Regions from separate parts of the Mus musculus genome. Here region 2 is linked to region 1. Evidence: chromatin contacts called from public Hi-C data. All regions are on one chromosome and are shown on one strand. Each heading gives the region's core, a stretch centred on a gene start, on an enhancer-like site or on the middle of the called end of the contact. The rest is flanking DNA. Distances are from core to core; before and after follow the strand shown.

The links. A called contact is a pair of places that touch in the nucleus more often than the background predicts.
Region 2: a Hi-C map of the N1E-115 cell line shows a contact between it and region 1, with 3 times the contacts expected there. The contact joins the promoter of A4galt here to the enhancer-like site in region 1. A contact is called at or near these places in 4 of 39 promoter capture datasets (the 3T3-L1 cell line, 3T3-L1-derived adipocytes, macrophages and 1 more), 2 of 15 datasets of contacts at CTCF or cohesin (the NIH/3T3 cell line and pro-B cells), 29 of 484 Hi-C or Micro-C datasets (B cells, the Ba/F3 cell line, the C2C12 cell line and 17 more), 10 of 115 datasets of contacts at active chromatin or transcription factors (craniofacial prominence, embryonic fibroblasts, embryonic stem cells and 4 more) and 2 of 9 other capture datasets (adipose tissue and pancreatic islet).

The regions. Positions count from the first base shown.
Region 1 is chr15:83,214,347-83,217,288 of GRCm38.p6, forward strand. No RefSeq gene overlaps it. Among named protein-coding and RNA genes, the nearest start is that of A4galt, 36 kb to the right of the region's middle. Within about 2 kb of position 1,490, at least 103 of the 459 cell types and tissues checked have an H3K27ac peak or open chromatin away from gene starts, as enhancers often do. A contact at or near this core is called in the C2C12 cell line, the CH12 cell line, the HL-1 cell line and 11 more, where this site is marked.
Region 2 is chr15:83,250,173-83,253,114 of GRCm38.p6, forward strand. It overlaps A4galt (alpha 1,4-galactosyltransferase), which reads right to left and starts at 1,557. Exons shown (of 3, transcript NM_001004150.4): 1 at 1,528-1,557.

The sequences.
Region 1 (2,942 bases), core at 240-2,739:
TCCCATGAAACTAGAGTTATAAATGGTTGTGAGCCACCATGTGGGTCCTGGGAACTGAACCTAGGTCTTCTGCAAGAGCAACAAGTGCTTTAAACCACCAAGCCATCTCTACAGCCTTGCACTAGACAGTTAACTTAGTACTTGTTTTCTTAACTAACAACTATTTTTCCCAGCTCCTCTTGCAGCTACGGCGAGTATAGCCTAGTCAATAATGGCAGAAATGTGGCCAGTCCTGGTGGCAGACACCTTTAATCCGAGCACTCAGGTGACAGAGGCAGGCAGATCTCTCTGAGTTTGAGGCCAGCCTGGTCTAAATCTGAGCTCCAGGCTACATAGTGATACCTTGCCTCAAACTCACTCATTCACTCATTTATTCATTCAGGGCTGGAGAGATGGCTTAGTGGTTAAGAGTACTTGCTTTTCTTCTAGAGAATGGGGTTTAGTTCCCAGTACCTACATAGTGACTCATAATCACCTGTAACTCAAGGTGCAGGAGATCTGATTCCCCCTTCTGGTATCCATGGGCACCAGGCAAGCATATGGTACACACACACACATGCAGGGAAGCACTTGTACTTATAACATAAAAACAAATAAGAAGTAAAACACAGCTGGGTGTGGTGGCGCACGCTTTTAATCCCAGAACTCCGGAGGCAGAGGCAGGCGGATTTCTGAGTTGGAGGCCAGCCTGGTCTACAAAGTGAGTTCCAGGACAGCCAGGACTATACAGAGAAACCCTGTCTCGAAAAAAAACAAAACAAACAAACAAACAAACAAACAAAAAAAAACAAAAAAAAACAAAAAGAAGAAGAAGAAGAAGAAGAAGAAGAAGAAGAAGAAGAAGAAGAAGAAGAAGAAGAAGAAGAAGAAGAAGAAGAAGTAAAACACAGGAGTGGCAAGGAAGTGGCGATCTCCAGGTGAGCTCTGCAGGGTAAATGTGGATGCAATGACAGTAGCTGGAACAGCCACTGGGGAATCATGAAACAAAAGCTGGACATCCAGAGGCAGAGAGAGATTTCAGAAGCCTGGAAAGTTCAGATGACTTAGGGGACATCACTAATTGAACCCCCACTCTCCATGTTCTAGCCTCTCATCTCAGAAAAGCCAAGCCTTTGTTGTCTGAGTTGCTATTAACTCTATCTGTCTGTTTCATGCCTGAAACTCTCATGTTCCGGAAGATGCTGCCTGGCTGGGAGTCCAGCAGCCAGCCCAGGCTATCTCTGGTCCCTGCCAGTCCTGTGGTTGCCGGGGGCAGCAGGGCTGGGCTGTATGCTCACCCATCTTCTCTCATTCCCTCAGATATGCTTTCCCTTAACCCCAGTCCTGACCTTTCATGATGGATCTGTGGGTTAGACTACATTTAAAACTGAAATGGAAAAAATAAAAAGAGTCCAAATGGAAAAAATGAGCCTCTGCTTGGAGACAGGGTTTCTTGCAGTCTCTCTGAGAGGCCAGAGAGTTTATAGCTGTTGTACAGTATCCAGGAGAAAGCTTATGAAATATTATTCCTTTTACCCCCTTTTACCAAAACATGAGTCATTTTTTTAATTGACTCTGAGTTTTCCCTTTAAGCCTGATTTCCCAGCATGCCTAGGATATAGCACTTCCCAGCGAAGAAATATTTAGGCTCATGTGGTTTCTCTGAAGTCTGGTGGACAGCTGGGGATTTCCCTGGGGGGTAGGGGACAGAATGGGAAGGCTAATAAAGGAAAGGGTTGGGGTATAGCAAGACAGAAATGGGGGAGGGGATGGTCGGAGCCTCTAGCACAGCAGAAAGGAAGCAGGCCAGTGCTGGGCCTGTGAGACACAGAGGTTTACTGTCGAAAAGACAGGATGCTGCTGGTTGGTTCCAGGAGCACAGCCTCAGTTGTAGCCCTCTCTGGGATGAGCAATGCTATAGGCGTCAGTGCCTAGTCAGACTGGACCACCTGAGGAGAAGCAGAAAGCCAGGAAAAGACCTAGGGAGAAGGCTCAGGAGTGAAGCGTGTGGAATACAAGAATGAAGATCTGAGTTGGATACTCAGAACCCAGGCTGGCAGGATGGCTCAGTGGGTAAAGAGCACTGTCTGCTCTTCAGAGGTCCTAAGTTCAAATCCCAGCAACCACATGGAGATCTGACACCCTCTTCTGGTGCGTCTTAAGTCAGCTATAGTGTATGTACGTATACTAATAAATCTTTGGGCCGGAATGAGCGGGGTTGACCAGAGAGAACAGAGGTCCTAAAAAAGACAACCACATGAAGGCTCACAACCATCCGTACAGCTACAGTGTACTCACATACATAAATAAAAAAATCTTTTAAAAAGAAAAGAAAGATTTATAAGAACCCATTGGGGCAAAGGCTGCTGGGAGTGGACCACTTCTGTCATCCCTGTGCTGAGGAAATACACACAGGCGGGTCTCAGGGGCTCACTGACCAGCCAACCTAGCTAATTAGTGAGCTCCAGGTTCAGGGGACTGGAGAGATAGCCCTGACTGCTCTCGCAGCAGACCCTGGTTCAGTCTCGAGTACACACATGGAGGCTCGTAACCACCTGCAACTCTAGTCCAGGGGATCTGACATGTTTTTCCAGCCTCTGAAGGCACTGCATACATGTGACACATACATGCTAGCAAAACACCCATACAGATAAAGTGAAAATAAAGGGGAGAAAAAAAGAAAGTGGAGCATGATTTAGGGACATAAGAAAACAGGTAGTGTCCACCTCTACACATATATACACACCACACACACACATATATATTCATATACATACTCACACACAACACTCACACACACATAAACACGCGTACTCTCACACATTCACACCCCTCACACACACATGCACTCAGACACACATATACATACACACATATACACACACTCAAATATTCATACACACTCACACAATGCCACACATACTCCCACACATTCACTCATACGCAGTCACATACACATACAG
Region 2 (2,942 bases), core at 307-2,806, 36 kb after region 1:
CTGTCTCAAAACAAAGGGTAACAGTATCTAAAAGAACCAAATGCTTTCATTATACAACAAAAACCAGGGCAGTTGAGGCGGCTCAGTAGTAAAGCTGTTACTTGAGGTCATTGAAGGTCTGGACTGCTCCTCGCCTTCCACCTCCACCTCTAAGACCAGGCTGTTTTGGGGTGATATGGTGGGTCACAGTCGCCTCTAGAGATTCAAGCAACCCTGCCCACACCCTGGGATATTCATCACTTCTCCCATGAGTGAACAACCTTTCTCTGGGACTAATCCTTGTCAATATAGACAGCTGCAGAGCCTTAATTGTTTCAAAGAAACAAAGCAAACTCTACAGAATTGTTTAATAGGTCGCAGCGACCCTTGAGCTGTCCAGGCAGGGACCAGCCCTTGAGGCATTGAAGAAGCGTTTTCAAAACAAAACAAACAAACAAATAAAACCGGGAGGCTGAGTTCCTGTGAATTTTTTGGTCTTTCGTTTGAGGACTTTCCTTTATGGGAAAGATTTCTGCTGCTGAATGCCAGAGACTAGGGGAGTGCGAGTGGAGGGCAGCTCTGCTTTATTGGAGTCCCCATTCTTAGGGAGGAGAAAGGTCAAAGAGGGGGTGGAGTGGGGTGACGGGGAGCCGGAGGGTGTCACTTCGGAACCGGCTGGGGTTGCAGCAGCTGGATTGCTATGGATGTGACAGAGTAGAGATGGAAAGGATACTTTTAATCTCCAGCGGGCTAGAGACTCAGTGGACTCTGCCAAGGAGATGAAAAGAACTTCTAGCCCCAGATGACATACGAAGACATTGAGGCAAGGGGGCTCGCCCTAACAGTGAAAAGGAGTGGATAGGGTAAATCTCCCAGGCGCAGCCTCTTCCAACCCTATTCGGCTTCCAGTCCCATACCTCAACTGTTCTCATCGGAAGAAGGGGAGAAGCGCGAGCGTGCTGATCCGGGACCGAGCCCTGGGTCTCGCGACTCCATGCTGGCTTCCCTTGCTCCCCCGCTTTTCCCAGGCTACCCCCTGCACCTGAAGACCCTTCCCGGTGCAGGTCCGAAGCCGGAGCATCCAGAAAGCCCAGAGCCAACTCCCAACCCGAAGCCCTCCCTGCAGCGCGCGGCATTCCATTCCTCTCCGGGATGCGCCCCGCCGCGACCTCCCAGAGCACGCCCAACGTCGCCGAGCAGCGCTTTGGGATCTGGACTTCGGATTCCCAGTCGTCCCCCTCCCCCGTGAACCTCGCCCTCCGAGGGCCTCCTGGGCTGCGGGAAGGAATTGCGGGATCCTAGCCGGCCCCAGACTAGCTCGCGCCGCGCCGCGCTCAACTTCGGGGCGCAGACCGGTGCGGGCGGCAGCTGAGGGACCACGGCGCGGAACTGGTGCCCGCACCATTGTCGCCTGTAGAACAGGTGGCCAGGCGGGGACCCGGGTCCCTGATGTCTTGCAGCTCACCTCCCTTTCCAGCCTAGAACAGGGGCGCCCCGGATCCCAACGAGATCCCCCTGCCCGCTGCCCTGTCCCTGAGATCCAGGTACCTCCGGCTCCCGCGTCGGCGGGCGGCTACTGCGGCCCTGGAGGGCGGTGGCTTGAGCCCAGCGGACAGGAGCGCCGCCCCTCCAGCCCTGGGCGGGGTCTGGCGTTTCTGCCCCACGGGTCCCTCTCCGCCTGCAGCTAGTCCTGTCTAGAAATGGGGGTGGGCACGACCTGAGTCATCAATAGCCAGTAGCCAACAGGTGTGAGCCGCCTCCCGGCCACCCACACCTCACTAGTCACAATCCTATTCTAAACCTTCCGTTTCTCTCTCCAGCCCTTCTGCCCCAGAGCTAGCAATCCTCCTGCCTCAGCCTCCCAAGTCACTCCTCCAAGACAGGGATGAATCCCCTACCCATGGCTCTATTTTTTTCCATTTAACAGATGGAAAAAAAAATAAAAAGCCAGGCTCGAAGCGGTTTGGTTAATTACATAAATGTTGTGCAGTTGAGAAGGGGCGACATCTGAGACTTGAGTCATCCTGACGCCACTGCCCAGCAGCGTCTGTTCCAAGTACTCCTCACTCCCTGCTCTGGCCTGCTGTGACCCAAGGAAGGGCCGGGCCCACGGCATGGTGTTCCCTAGTGGCGATTTCCCCCGCCAGCTCTCCTCTCGGGCTAGATGCCAACGTGCCCTCGCTGCCTGCCCTGCTTCATCTCTCTCACCATACAAACCTGTGTCCAGGCCGCTGAGAAAATGGAAACACCCTATCCCAACCCTGAGAACAGCCTGGGTAAACAGGCTTTGTAAAAGCGAATCTGTGGAAAATTCTCACCCCTTCACCCCACTGCTGACAACTACCTAGCTCTTGGCTATGCCCACCCTTTCTCGTTTTCCAGGAGATCCCCAGCCTCCAGCTGCTAGCCGTTGCTGCTCCTGCCCCTCTTGCCTCTTCGCGGGCCATTCCCATTAGTGCTCATCACTCCCAGGTTTGATTTTTTTGGTTTGGCTTTGCCAGACTGCTTCTCATTCTAGCCCACGGCTTTCTTGTAAACCACAGTGGCCTCAAACTTGTGACAACCCCTCTGGCTTTCGCCTCCCAAATGCTGGGATAACAGACTTTGCTCATCTTAAAACTCAAACAAGGAGCCCTGCCAGCCGTGGTGGTGCATTTCTTTTCAATCCCTGCATTTGGGAGGCAGGCAGGTTTCTGAGAGTTCGAGGCCAGCCTGATTTATATAGAGCTTTTTAGGCCAAGCCAAGGCTACAGAGTATTGGATAATGAATGGTATTGTGTTGAAGACCCTTCCGCAGTTAAGAGCAATTGCTGCTCTTCACGGGGAGCCGAGTTGGATTCCTAAAGCCCACACCAGAAGGTTTACAATTGCCTGTAACTCCAGCTCCAGAGAATCTCACGTCTTCTTCCAGATTCTGAGGGTACCTGCACCCACACAGCTACACAGATGTACTCATAAGTAAA